Linked DNA regions of Macaca mulatta: region 1 is linked to region 2. The links are chromatin contacts, called in public Hi-C maps. All regions are on one chromosome and are shown on one strand. Each heading gives the region's core, a stretch centred on a gene start, on an enhancer-like site or on the middle of the called end of the contact. The rest is flanking DNA. Distances are from core to core; before and after follow the strand shown.

The links. Hi-C and Micro-C count contacts between places; a contact is called where the count stands out from the background.
Region 1: a Hi-C map of liver shows a contact between it and region 2, with 2.5 times the contacts expected there. The contact joins the promoter of ZNF263 here to the promoter of ZNF200 in region 2. A contact is called at or near these places in 3 of 14 Hi-C or Micro-C datasets (cortical neurons, fetal cortex germinal zone and liver).

The regions. Positions count from the first base shown.
Region 1 is chr20:4,514,302-4,521,826 of T2T-MMU8v2.0, forward strand. It overlaps ZNF263 (zinc finger protein 263), which reads left to right and starts at 1,834. Exons shown (of 6, transcript NM_001266542.1): 1 at 1,834-2,493; 2 at 3,327-3,507; 3 at 3,947-4,020; 4 at 4,290-4,416; 5 at 7,153-7,269. The coding sequence starts at 2,107. LOC144337886 (a long non-coding RNA gene) reads right to left here and starts at 1,224. Exons shown (of 2, transcript XR_013411521.1): 1 at 620-1,224.
Region 2 is chr20:4,473,439-4,480,340 of T2T-MMU8v2.0, forward strand. It overlaps ZNF200 (zinc finger protein 200), which reads right to left and starts at 1,264. Exons shown (of 5, transcript NM_001261221.1): 1 at 884-1,264; 2 at 1-101. The coding sequence starts at 20. LOC106994924 (a long non-coding RNA gene) reads left to right here and starts at 1,459. Exons shown (of 3, transcript XR_003725570.2): 1 at 1,459-2,031; 2 at 6,297-6,478. MEFV (MEFV innate immunity regulator, pyrin) reads right to left here. Exons shown (of 9, transcript XM_077985398.1): 9 at 4,715-6,510. The coding sequence ends at 5,957.

The DNA.
Region 1 (7,525 bases), core at 584-3,083, 41 kb after region 2:
TAGGAATGTCTAATGATCGTGCCACTGCACTTCAGCCTGGGCGACAGAGCAAGACCCTATCTCAAAAACAAAAAAACAGGAATGCCTAAAACCACCAGAATGGTCCTAGGAAGCAAACAAGATTTTCCAAACTGGACCTTGAGTGCTGTGGGGTCACTGGCTCTGCATTTGCCACGACAGCCTGCGGATCTGTCATCTTCCCTGGAATATAATAAGAAAAAAAAGGCCGGGCGTGGTGGTTCACACCTGTAACCCCAGCACAGTGGGAGGCTGAGGCGGGCAAATCACTCGAGGTCAGGAATTCAAGACCAGCTTGGCCAACATGGTGAAACCCCGTCTCTACTAAAAATACAAAAATTAGCCGTGCGTAGTGGCGGACACCTGTAATCCCGGCTACTCAGGAGGCTGAGGCAGGAGAATCGCTTGAACCCGGGAGGGGGAGGTTGCAGTCAGCTGAGACTGCGCCATTGAACTCCAGCCTGGGCAACAAGAGCAAAACTCCGTCTCGGAAAAATAAAATAAAATAAAATAAGATAAAATATCAGTACTCTTTTCACCTAGTCATCCCAAACCGACCTCTTCAATCCCATATTACCCTCTACTATCATGGTAACCTCACCTTTGGTGACAGACTAGCTGTGTGACCCCAGGCAAATGACTTATCTCAGTGCCACCACCTGTTGGAAGGGGCTGGTAATAGCATCTGCTTCATACAAACGTGTTTTCAGGATGGATCTGCATATAAGCGCTAAACACACGGTAACTGGTTGTCAGATTCAATCCCAGGACGCTTCCATTTGCGGATCTCACGGCCCGGAGGACCTGGGCCGCCTCACAACTGGGCAGCCCCGCTCACCGACACAAAGCTCACAACCGCGCCCAATAGGGAATCGGCCCTGCGGCCCTCCTGTCACTCGCCCCCAACTATCAAAAGTCCACGGCGGAGCTGAAGGCAGATCCCGCCCTTGCTGGGCTGGGCAAGAAACTGAAACTTGGAGAATGCACTGCAGGCGCCGCACGTCTCGGGCAGGTTTAAAATCCGATCTAAAATCGGAAGCAGGTACCGCGAACCCGGCCCCAAGCGCTCCTCTGGGATGTCCAGCCGCAGAAGAGAGCCCAAAGCACAGCAGGGGGTCTCCGAGGGACTCGGGGTTTCAGAATCGCCCGGCTCTTGGGCCCTCCCCCAGGGCGCTCGCGCAGTCGCGAGGCCGCGCCGCGGACTGCATCTCCCAGCAGGCCCCGCGCCGCAGGCCACGCGGCGCCACTAACTGGGCGGGCGGCTACCTCCCTAGCCTCTCCGAGATGCCGAGGAGGCCGCAGGGGCGAGTGGGACCATCTTTAGCCAGCCCAGAGTACCCGAAGCGGGTGGGGCCTGGCTTGGGGAAGGATTCATCGGGGGAAGCTTATTAACAATTCAGATTTCCAGGCCTCGCCCCGACACGGACGCACTGGAGAGCGCGTGGCCCTGGGATCTGCGTTTTCGCAAGCCCTCCGGAGTAATTCTAACCCAGGTTGCCCGCCAGTCACAACCGCCTCGGGCTTGTTTTCGTTTGGATCCAGCGGCCCTGCCCCAGCCACTCCCAGAATCTCAGGACGCGCCCCGTGGCCCCGCTTCTCGTCTCCAATTGGTCCCTCGCTCGTCCCGCCCCCGCAGGCAAATCTTCCCTTCTCATTGGTAGGTGGTGAGTGTGTGGCGAACCCTGACCCAATGGGCGCTGTAGTTCGCAAAACGTGACCCGGAAGTTGGTCACGAGCAGGCGCCGTGGGCTTGTGGACGCCTAACTCCCGCGCAGAGACTTCCGGCGTGGGAGCAGAGGTCTGGGTCCTGCGTGGGTATCCTGTAGGGTGAGAAGCGCGGCGCTCGGTTCCTGTCTCGGGGAAGTCCTGGCACGGACGGGCTACGGGGCCGGCGTGGCGGCGCCTGGGACCTACTGAGGCCTAGGCGCCGGAGCCGTCCGCGCCTGGGCTGGAGCGGGGCTCCTTGGCGTGGACTGGGAGCCTCCGGCCCTGGGCTGCAGCCGGCGCCGTCTATCCTTACACGGGTTCAGGGCGCCTTCGTAGGCGGGCACGGCTGGTTTCGGGCTAAGGCGCTCTGGAGACCCGACGATGGCGTCGGGCCCGAGCCCCCAGGAACGGGAAGGGCTCCTGATAGTGAAGCTGGAGGAGGACTGCGCCTGGAGCCAGGAGCTGCCCCCGCCTGACCCAGGGCCGAGCCCCGAGGCCTCCCACTTGCGCTTCAGACGGTTCCGCTTCCAAGAGGCAGCTGGTCCTCGCGAAGCCCTCAGCCGGCTCCAAGAGCTTTGCCATGGGTGGCTTCGGCCTGAGATGCGCACGAAAGAGCAGATCTTGGAGCTGCTGGTGCTGGAGCAGTTCCTGACCATCCTGCCCCAGGAGATCCAGAGCAGGGTGCAGGAGCTGCATCCGGAGAGCGGCGAAGAAGCGGTGACCCTTGTGGAGGATATGCAGAGAGAGCTTGGGAGACTGAGACAACAGGTGAGAGAGAGAGCGAGCTGTTTTATCTGTGGTTTGTTTAGCCCCGAGGACTGGGACATTGCCCCCCGGTCGAATTCAAGTAAATTGCACTGAGTAGACCTTACATGGGGAGGAACACTCGTCCTCCATATTTTCCCCAAATGAACATAAAGCAGTGAAGAGTGCCCTGTTTCCACGCGGAGGCAGTGTCCCTGGAACAGTTAGTGTTAGCCGTGGAGTTAGATCGCCAGCATTCAAATCTTCAATCTGCTAGTACTAGCTTTGTTACTTTGCCAAGTTACTTGATGTCTTTCGGCCTGTTTTCCTACTCGTAAAATGAGAATATTAACATACTTTATTGGGCTTACAGGAAGAGCAGCGTGTAAAGTTGTGATAACACTGCTAGCTTATAATGAGTGCTTAGTACTTGCTAGCTGTTGTTATATTAGGGTCTACGGTCTGGTCTTCTGCAAAGCTGGGCCTCCGTTAATTGTGAACTTTGAAAGATAATTTGGCACCGAGGCCCTGAGGTCATTGCCCCCCGGGCTACCCCAATTTAGCTTATCCTATAGTGAGGAATAGAAGCACCTAGGAAAGGTGGGGAGAGCAAAAGGGAGTGAGGTGTATCTTAAGAGCTGTGTGGGGAAGGTGTGCTCTGGGAGTGGGCCCTTTCCCTAACCCCTCGCCCTGCACAGGGGATCAAAAAAGCCTTTAGTGTAAACCATTTTTCTGTTGCCTGGGCCCTAAGGGATGGCCTGAGGTTCTCTGTTGAAGGCTTGCTCTCAGTATCCTATACTAATTTCCCTTCCCTTTGGGCCCTGTTGTGATGATGAGTGATGTGGGTTGGTTCCCAGGTCACAAACCATGGGCGGGAAACAGAAGTGCTTTTGGAGGAGCCTTTGCCTCTGGAAACAGCACGAGAGTCACCGAGCTTCAAGCTGGAGCCAATGGAGACTGAGCGAAGCCCTGGCCCCAGGCTGCAGGAGCTGCTAGGCCCCAGCCCCCAAAGGGACCCCCAGGCTGTAAAGGAGAGGGGTGAGGCACAGTTATCTGGGCAGGTGGGAGGGAGGAGGGGCTTGGGGGTTGCCCCCGACACAAGCAGGATGTCGCATTGGTGCGAAGGAGAAGGAATTGCTGAAGTTAAGGTTCACACGTGGAATGAAAGACCTGCAGTTGGTGGTGTGGGTTCTCCTGGGGCTGGGGGAAGGGAAGGGAGTCTCAGTGGAGCCCTTTTTTATGTAGAACAGAGGCGATTTAGAACCACTTGAATGGTGAGGGGTTTGGAGTGCTACTCTTGGTATTCCTTCCCTCTAACCCTGTCATTTTGGATATCAGTTTATTAGGCCTTTGGACAGTTTAGTGTCATCCCCAAAAGCAGAGACTGGGTGTTGGGGAATGGATACTGTGTTTTAATAATCCTTGGGTTGCCAAGAGTTAGGAATGCCATTCTCATTATAATTTCTGTCACCTTCAGCATTATCTGCTCCCTGGCTTTCTCTTTTTCCTCCTGAAGGGAACATGGAAGACAAGGAGATGACTGGGCCCCAGGTGATGTGGAAGTTTCCATTGTCTTCCCCCAGCACCCTTCCTCTGCTGAGTGTTGGGGGTGGGGGGTTCTCCACGTGGAAGGTCCTTTCTCCCTTACCACAGTGTCTCCCCCACTGCTTTTGTCTCTTTCACACCTCACTTGTAGACCTGACACCCTTCTTCCCCATGACGTGTGCTTGGCATCCCTGGATTTTGCCCCTTTAATCCATGATTCTGCTTGAATTGTTCTTGGTGCATCAGGGGCTAAAGGAGATCTTGTGCTGTTTCAGTTGCCTGAGAGCTTAGAGGACGTGGCAATGTACATCTCCCAGGAGGAGTGGGGGCATCAGGATCCTAGTAAGAGGGCCCTCTCCAGGGACACGGTGCAGGAGAGTTATGAGAATGTGGACTCACTGGGTAAGGACTTCTTTTCCAGGGATGATGACTGCGCCATTTCTGACCAGGGTTCTGCCCCTTATTCATTCACCTCCTGGACACAGACTCTGAGTTTTGCCAAGAAGCCTCCACAGGAGACTTCCCTTTGTCTAAAGTTCCCTGTATGAGAGTCATGAATCTGCCAAGTGGCACAGTTGGCACAGGCAGCACTGGACTGGAATCCCAGCTGCCAGAGCCTAAGGCGAGTCTGAGCCATATGGACTTCCCAGGGCAGAGCAAATCCAATGCAGTGACAACCTGCCAGCGTCACACACATGCAGTGTCCCAGGATGCTGGGGGGGCTCTAAATGGTTAATTCCTTGCAATTTTGAGATGCTTATTCTTCTGAGCTTGCCAGTGTTTCCTGTGCTCCATTACTGTTTCTGGGCTCATCCCCAAAGACAAAAATTTCAGTGGTAGTGGGATCAGCATTCCAGCCTATCATCTCTCACAGACCATAAAAATTCAGAAAGCGGGGAGGGTCTTGTGGAAATTTGGAAACAATGTATAGCTCTAAATCATAAATTAGGATGCACCTATGTCTTGTACTGTTACTCAGAGTTTTAAAATTATGCCTGCGGAATATGACACACTGACATATGGTTGGATTTAGGTGGAGGATATGCTGGTATATATTATACAATTCCCTCAACTTTCCTGTATGTATGAGAAATTCTTTTAATGAAAAGTTGGGGGAAATCTTAAGACTGTGTATACATTATGATTATACCTATGTTGAAACACACCAGTAGAAAGACTCACTGCAGGCTGGGCATGGTGGCGCCTGTAATCCCAGCACTTAGGGAGGCTGAGATGGAAGGAGTGCTTGATCCCAGGAGTTCAAGACCAGCCTGGGCAATGTAGGGAGACCCTGTATCTTTAAAAAAAAAAAAAAAAAAAAAAAGGTATTCTGGTGTGGTAGTGTGTACTTTTGTAGTCCCAGTTACTCAGGAGGCTGAGGGGAAAATCACCTGAGCCCGGTAGGTCAAGACTGCAGTGAACTATGATGATGCCACTGCACCTCAGCCTAGGTGAGAGTGAGACTCTGTTTCAAAACAAACAAAAAGGACACACTGCACATTGTTTCCATATATCAGGTTTGCCTAAAAAGTATCATGATTATACATTTGTTGACACTAATTCTGCAAAGGCAGTCTCGGCTCACCATAACCTCTGCCTCCCAGGTTCAAGTGATTCTCCTGCCTCAGCCTCCCAAGTAGCTGGGATTACAGGCATGCGCCACCATGCCTGGCTAATTTTTTGTATTTTTAGTAGAGACGGTTTCTCCATGTTGGTCAGGCTGGTCTTGAACTCCTGATCTCATGTGATCCACCCACCTCGGCCTCCCAAAGTGCTGGGATTATAGGCGTGAGCCACCGCACCCGGCCTTTTATTTTATTTTTTTCTTTTTTTTTTTTTTTGAGTGATGAGTCTCACTCTGTTGCCCAGGCTCCTCTCGAACATCTGGGCTCAAGCAATCTTCCTGGCTCAGCCTGTGTGCCACTGTACCAGTTTCCATATTACTTTTCACGGCTGTGATGTCCAAAGTTGAACATGGCCCTTTTAGTGAGAGATTGCTAAATAGCAAAAGATCACATTACAGCTTGTTGGAATTAAACTTCTGTTGGAGTCCATGTTTGCTGGAGGTGGAGGTTTTTGTTTTTCTTTTTAGCACAGCACAGAAATGGCACTTGTGGGTTTTAATCTCATGGTCCTCTTAGAGCCCTGGGTCCTTTTCTGATTGTCTATTATGTTATATTTTCTTTCCCTGGAGTTGCCTAGTCAAATTAGTTCTATTTTGTATTTATATGTAGAGACAAGGTTCTTTTATGATATTAAATGGATTATTCAAGGAACTGACCATGTTCATTTTATAGTTGTTTTAATTACAGTAGTGTACATTCTCATTGCAAAAAAATATTCCAGCTGGGCGCAGTGGCTCACGCCTGTAATCCCAGCACTTTGGGAGACCGAGGTGGGCGGATCACGAGGTCAGGAGATCGAGACCATCCTGGCTAACATGGTGAAACCCTGTCTCTACTAAAAATACAAAAAATTAGCTGGGCGTGATGGCAGGCGCCTGTAGTCCCAGCTACTTGGGAGGCTGAGGCAGGAGAATGGCGTGATCCCAGAAGGCAGAGCTTGCAGTGAGCCAAGATCGTGCCACTGCACTCCAGCCTGGGTGACAGAGTGAGACTCCGTCTCAAAAAAAAAAAAAAAAAAAAAAAAATTTGGCTGGGCTTGGTGGCTCACACCTGTAATCTCAGCATTTTGGGAGGCCGAGGCAGGCAGATCACTTGAAGTCAGGAGTTGGAGACCAGCCTGGCCAACATGGTGAAACTCCGTCTCTACTAAAAATCCAAAAATTAGCCGTGTGTGGTGGTGCATGCCTGTAATCCCAGCTACTTGGGAGGCTGAGGCAGAAGAATTTCTTGAACCTCGGAGGCAGAGGTTGCAGTGAGCTGAGATGATGCCACTGCACTCCCGCTTGGGCGACAGAGTGAGACTCTGTCTCAATAAAAATTGTCTCCCTCCCCTAATTTCTTTCTCTAGAGGTATCCACTGGGGTCAGTTTGTGTATATTCCAAGTAACTGCTGTCAGATTTATGGAGCATTCTGTATCTATCCACTGAGGGCAGGGAACAAGACTATCTTTGTTTCCCTACCCTGGTAGAGGAAAGTGGCAATACAGAAATCTGTTTCTTTCATTGTGAACAGAGTCTCACATTCCCAGTCAGGAGGTCCCAGGCACCCAGGTGGGACAAGGAGGAAAGCTATGGGATCCCAGTGTCCAGAGCTGCAAGGAAGGCCTGAGCCCCAGAGGCGCAGCTCCAGGTAAGGAATGAAGATGAGTGGCCTGCCCAGAAGCAGCAAGGTTCTCGCAGTTAAGAGTGAGGCATGATTTTGTTTTGTTTTGCTTTGAGATGGAGTTTCATTTTTGTTGCCCAGGCTGGAGTGCAGTGGTGCGATCTTCGCTCACCACAACCTCCGCTTCCCGGGTTCAAGCGATTCTCCTGCCTCACCCTCCCAAGTAGCTGGGATTACAGGCATGCACCACCACGCCCTGCTAATTTTTTGTATTTTTTTTTTT
Region 2 (6,902 bases), core at 14-2,513:
ACCACTTTTGCAGCCATCATGCCTTGCAACCACACACCACACTCGTTTCGCGGGGCCTCCTGAGCCACCTCTTACTAGAGGAAATCTGCCAGAGAGCCAAGCTGTAGACAGAGAAACCAGGGATTACCCACAAGACCAGGCAAGGCATTACTGCACTCCAGTATGTGGCATGGGTAGTGAGGTTACAGGAGATCTAAAGAAAACGACAGCTGGGGTTAGGAAATCATAACTGAAACGCAGTATTTGAACAAGATATGCTTAGGAAGATGTTAAAGGAAGATCCTGAGAATAAAAAAGAGACTCTGCAAACCTCAAGTCCAAAGGCAAGGGAGTAATGGCGGGGAGAAGGCCAAGGTCCAGCCTCCTGAGAAATACAAAGTGTGGCCAGGTACCGATGGCTCACACCTGTAATCCCAGCACTTTGGAAGGCCCTGGTGGGTGGGTCGCTTGCGTCCAGGAGTTCAAGACCAGCCTGGGCAACACAGCAAGACCCCGATTCTATAAAAAAATAAATAAAAAATTAGCTGGGCGGGGCGACACAAGTCTGTGGGTCCCAGCTACTCGGGAGGTGGGAGGATTGCTTGTGCCCAGGGGGTCGAGGTTGCAGTGAACTGTGATCGCGCCACTGCACTCCAGTCTGAATGACAAAGCAAGACCCTGACTCTAAAAAAGAAAGGAAAAGAGAAAGGAAAGGAGGAAGGGAGTCAGGGAAGGGAAAGAAAAGGAGAAAGAAAAGACAGAAAGACGGTGTGTAAAACCCACCAGGAAGAGGTTGAATCAGGTCTGGAGAAAGAGCAATGGGCTAGAAGACAGGAAATCTGGGGTCAATACCGCGGACATCCGCCTAGAAGCAGGTTGGTCACTGAAACTGGCCATACTGTACCCCTCGAACCGAAGCTCCCTCCGGTGCCCTTTGGGCGGGGAGGCGGTTGGTGACTCTCCCGGGGAGCAGACGCAAGGCCGAGGAGGGGTCCACACACCGCCTGCCGACTCCTCTCCGCCGTCAAAGCTCTCCTGAGAGCGGCAGGCGACATCCCACTAAGGCCCGCCGGGCCAGGCTCACTCTGGGGCCTCTTCCGCTGGTCAAGGAACACCTTTACCGTAAAGCTCAGCGTGCGCCCCTGCCTGAGGCGCTCACCAGGCTCCCTACCCGGCCTTTCTCCCTCAGCAACGGACACGCTCCGTTCCCCAGAGGCGGCCTCAGCCTGGTTCCCGCCCTCACGGAGCCCCTCACCTCTCGGGGCCTCTGCAGCCCCTGAGCGTTTGCTGGGGACGGCTCAGAGACTCAGGCTCCGGGAGAGATAGAAAAACTAGGCGCGAGCGGCCGAGCCCTCCCCTCGCCCTTCCGAGTGCCCTCACAGGTCGCCGGCGACTATTCGTTCGCGCCGTGACCAGTTAAGGTGAATTGCAGGGACGCGGTGCCTTCTGGGAGGTCGGGCGCTCTGCAGCCGTCACGTCACAACCGGTGCCTTGTTTCCGGTGCAGAAGCCTGGTCTCCCCGTTCAGAGCGGGCAATCTGCGCTTGAGACGGTAACGCTTGAGACGGGCCCAGGGAGCTCTCAGGGCTGGAGGGAGGCCAGACGGCTGCAGCCTGTCTCTCTGTGGCTCTGCCTGGAAGACGGAAGGTAAGAGGCTGGCTCCAGTCATCCATGACGGGTTGGCACTTCTCCAGCTGCGGCCAGTCTAACCCCAGGGCCTCCTGGGAAATGTAGTTCGAATGCAAACAACCAATGGACGACCGTCAGGCGCGGCCGTTGGGGCAAGGCGGACCCCCTCCAACCCCCCCGTTCCCCCGCCAAGGCTTGAAGGAAGCGAGCTCTCGGACCGGAAGATCAAGACGTCTCCGCGCGTTTCCTCCTTTCACTGCGGTTTTCCAGTAAAAGGACTGCGGAGGCGGAGAGGGTGTGGCCGGCATGGGACTCCGCCTCTGCTCTGGTGACTCCCATAGGTTAGAGCTGGGGCACCTACGTTGCCACCTCCAACTTTCTAACTTCTACTCTGCTGTCCCCACCGGCCGTCTTGTTTTTAAAAGTATCTTAATTGCCCTTCTTGTACTGTCTCTGTTCTCAATTTCAGCTTCCTACGGAGGCCGAACAGAGTTTTGTCTTTGTGCGTTGTATCCATACTCGGTTCGTTCGCCAGTGAGGCATTGATCAGGGTTGGGACAACTTGTGGGCAGGTGTGGCCTTATTTCTCGATGTAACACCAGCCTCCAGAAAGTAGACAAAAGTAAAAATATAAATGAATACTTCTTAAAGTTAATTACAGCTGACTAATCGTTTAACGATGGCTTAAAATATGTCACAAAGAAACGAGTATGAAAACTGTGTGGCACCAAGACATTCTAGAAAAATAAGGAATATCTGCCTTTTCAGATCAAAATTTACTAAAAAGGCTCCGTTAATCAAAGCAGTGTGGTTTGAACTATGAGGCAAAACAGATAACTGAGATGTTTTGAAGTAAAATATAAACCTGTGTGATTGTATTTTTTTTTTTTTTTTTTTTTTTTGAGACGGCGTCTTGCTCTGTCACCCAGGCTGGAGTGCAGTGGCCGGATCTCAGCTCACTGCAAGCTCCTCCTCTCGGGTTCACGCCATTCTCCTGCCTCAGCCTCCCGAATAGCTGGGACTACAGGCACCCGCCACTTCGCCCGGCTAGTTTTTTTGTATTTTTTAGTAGAGATGGGGTTTCACCGTGTTAGCCAGGATGGTCTCGATCTCCTGACCTCGTGATCCGCCCGTCTCGGCCTCCCAAAGTGCTGGGATTACAGGCTTGAGCCACCGCGCCCGGCATGTGATTGTATTTTTTAAATACTTTTTCTTGACTCTGTTAACAAACAAGAAATAAGACTGGAAGATAGTAGTAAAGATTAGCTACACAAAGGATTAGACATTCCCAAGACGAAATGAACCCCTGCCAACTGACAAAAAGCAAAGGCAATGAGGAGCTCTTCCCGAGAGGAGGAAACCTAATTGGTCATTAACATTTGAAAAGATGCTTAACCACACTACTAGTCAAGATTATCACTTTTAAAGGGACCAACATTTTTCACCTATCAAACAACGAAGGTGGAGAAATAGGCACTCCTTTTACTGGTAGTATAGTGTATGAAGTCATCTTGTAATATATATTAAAATTAAAAGTACACATATGTACTCTTTTTTTTTTTTTTTTTTGAGACGGAGTCTCGCTCTGTCGCCCAGGCTGGAGTGCAGTGGCACTATCTCGGCTCACTGCAAACTCCGCCTCCCGCGTTTACGCCATTCTCCTGCCTCAGCCTCCCGAGTAGCTGGGACTACAGGCGCCCGCCACCTCGCCCGGCTAATTTTTTTGTATTTTTAGTAGAGACGGGGTTTCATTGTGTTAGCCAGGATGGTCTCGATCTCCTGACCTCGTGATCCGCCCGTCTCGGCCTCCCAAAGTGCTGGGATTACAGGCTTGAGCCACCGCGCCCGGCCCATATGTACTCTTTGACCTTCACAATCTCATCTGTGAATCTGATGTCTACAGATTTCTTGTAGAATTCTTTATAGTGACAAAAACTAGAAATGACATGCATGTTCATACGTAAGGAAATGAGTAAATTGGTGCATTCATACTCTGGAAATTACCCAGCTGTGAAAAAGAATGGATTGGAACTATAGGTACACCTGGAGGGATGGCCATAAAATATTACATGAAAAAGTTTCAGAGCTACATATATCATGCATAATTATATTTTTGGAACAAACAAAACACCTATGTATGTGTTGAGGGATACACATTAGACTATTAAAATGGTTACTCATGGGATGGCCAGGCGCAGTGGCTCATGCCTGTAATCCCAGCACTTTGGGAGGCCAGAGGTGGGCTGATCACTGGAGGTTAGGCGTTCGAGACCAGCCTGGTCAACATGGGGAAACCCCATCTGTACTAAAAATACAAAAATTAGCCGGGCATGGTGGCGGGCACCTATAATCTCATCTACTTGGGAGGAGGCTGAGACACAACTGCTTGAACCCAGGAGGTGGAGGTAGAGGTTACAGTGAGCCAAGATTGCACCACTGCATTCCAGCCTGAGTGACAGGCGCACCAGCCTGGGCGACAGAGTAGTAAGACTCTGTCTCAAATTAATAAATAAAATAAAAATAAAATAGTTACTCATAGGGAGGCAGTGGAAATGGAGAAAAGGGGGAGATTACACTTTTTTTTTAATTGTGTCACTTCATTTAATGAGCACATGTCAATTTGGTAACTAAAAATAATAAAACCTTAAAAAAAAATAGAACAATAGGCTGGGCGTGGTGGCTCATCCCAGCACTTTTGGAGGCCGAGGTGGGCAGATCATCTGAGGTCAGGAGTTCCAGACCAGCCTAACATAGTGAAACTCCATCTCTACTAAAAAATACAAAATTAGCCGGGTGTGGTGGTGCATGCCTATAATCCCAGCTACTCAGGAGGCTGAGACAGGAGAATCGTTTGAACCTGGGAGGCGGAGGTTGCAGTGAGCTGAGATCGTGCCCACTGCACTCCAGCCTGGGTGACAGACAGAGCGAGACTCCATCTCGGGAGGCAGGAGGAGGAGGGGACGAAAAAAGAACGATAAAGATTTTTTTTTTAATTTGATGGAAAAAAAGAGCGATAAAGATTTTTTAAAACAATTGGATGGAATCCTGTTTTTAGAATCTAATCCGTAAAATAAATGACATAAATGGATTTGAAATGATACCATAAATTAAGGGTGTAAACACAATATATATCTCTATAAATGCCTTTTAACATGAAAAGATGGCTACAGTCACATGCAATTAAAGAAATGAAATTTAAAAGAATAATTACAAAAATAATATTCAGAATTCTGAAAGCAAATTAATACAATTATTTAAGAGGGCAATATGGCACTTCCTATTTTAAGAAGTAAACTTTGGCCGGGCGCAGTGGCTCAAGCCTGTAATCTCAGCACTTTGGGAGGCTGAGACGGGCGGATCACAAGGTCAGGAGATCGAGACCATCCTCGCTAACACGGTGAAACCCCGTCTCTACTAAAAAATACAAAAAATTAGCCGGGTGTGGTGGCGGGCGCCTGTAGTCCCAGCTACTTGGGAGGCTGAGGCAGGAGAATCTCTTGAACCCGGGAGACGGAGGTTTCAGTGAGCCAAGATTGTACTACTGCACTCCAGCCTGGGCAACAAGAGTAGTCTCAAAGAAAAAAAAAAAAAAAAAAGAATCATAGGCCGGGCGGGGTGGCTCATGCCTGTAATCCCAGCACTTTGAGAGGCCAAGGTGGGTGGATCACCTGAGGTCAGGAGTTCAAGACCAGCCTGGCTAACGTGGTGAAACCCCCATCTCTACTAAAAATACAAGAAAATTAGCCTGGTGTGGTGGCATGCGCCTGTAATCCCAGCTACTCAGGAGGCTGAGGCAGGAGGATCACTTGAACCTGGGAAGTGGAGGTTGCGGTGAGCTGAGATAGTACCACTGCACTCCAGCCTGGGTAACAAAGCAAGATCCCGTCTAAAAAAAAAAGTCATAGTTCATTAATCCAGGTACACAAATACTTCTATCCCAATCCAGTCTGCTTGTGTTTCTCTAGACTTCCCATGTCCTCAAGACAAAAGCAGAGAGAACCAGGGGACATGTCCTTGCCGTGGGGTTCTGAGGGAAAATGAGGGCCAAATCTTCTGTTCAGGAGCACCTGAGAGTACCATTCACCAGGGATGGATTATGCAACGACCCTGTACTTCCTCCTCTGAAATCCATGGTGTGTCATCAGTACACTTCTTTAGCGGATTTACTAATACGTTCGTTCCTAACTTAGCTCTGCTACAATCGGGGAGGCTCCATGGGCACAGTAACTATTTTGTTATTCGTTGCATTTCCTGTAGCAGCTGGCACCCAGGCGGCATTCCGTGACTGTTGAGTATGTGAATGCAAGATACAAGGCCAGAAGCTGGAAGAGAGATGCAGTGTTGGGCATTCAGTCAGGCCCCTGACCACCCACTGGACAGATAGTCAGAGGAGCTGTGTTCTTCCCTCCATCATGTGTCCCAGGGCTGAAGATAGGTTGAAGGGGCTCAGAGAAACAGCAGCTGGTGAATGTATAGATGCAGGATCTGGCTGTCACGTTGTAAAAGGAAATGCTTCCAACTCTGTAGTCCACAAAGATGCCCACACGCTTGGGAGGCACCTTTATTAGCAGGCGGGTTGGGGGAACACTGGATGCCTGGTACTCATTTTCCTTCATCATTATCACCACCCAGTAGCCATTCTCTGGTGACAGAGTCATGTTCCCTTTCCTGCTTATGGATGCCTTGCAGGCTCCTAGGATCCACGCTGTCTTGTCTCCGACCTCCACCTCCCAGTAATGATGGCCGGAGAGGAAGCTCGGAGAGCCCAGAACAACGATGCAGCTGTCAAATCTTTGCGGGCCATCAGGCAGCCTCTCCCGCTTGTTTCCAAGTCTAACACTCTTCAGATCATCAGAGACGATGAGGTTGGGGTAAGCGGTTTCTGCATCCAGAATCACATTAACTGCAAAGAAAATTTGAATACCTAGCTAGGGGTCCGTAGGCAACATCCCTACAGGGTTATCCCCACCTGCAGGAAAACAGGGACAGGGCAGTTATTCTCGAACGTGGTGGGGGAGAGCACAGGGATCCAGCAGGTCAGGGCCACTTGCCTTGATCTGGGCACTTACCGGCATGTGCCTGAGCGCCAATCAGCTCTGGAACTACAGAGAAAAATGAGATAGGGAAAAAAGTCCTGAGCATTTGTATTCAGAGGGGCTAAATTACAATGTCCCGACAACAAGGAGACGCAAGGAACCCCCTGCTTAGGGCCCTGCATGCTATGTTGGGTATAATCCCGTTCCTCCCAGGAACCCAGGTCATGTTGGGAACTGTGGTCTAATGAGTCAGCTCAGC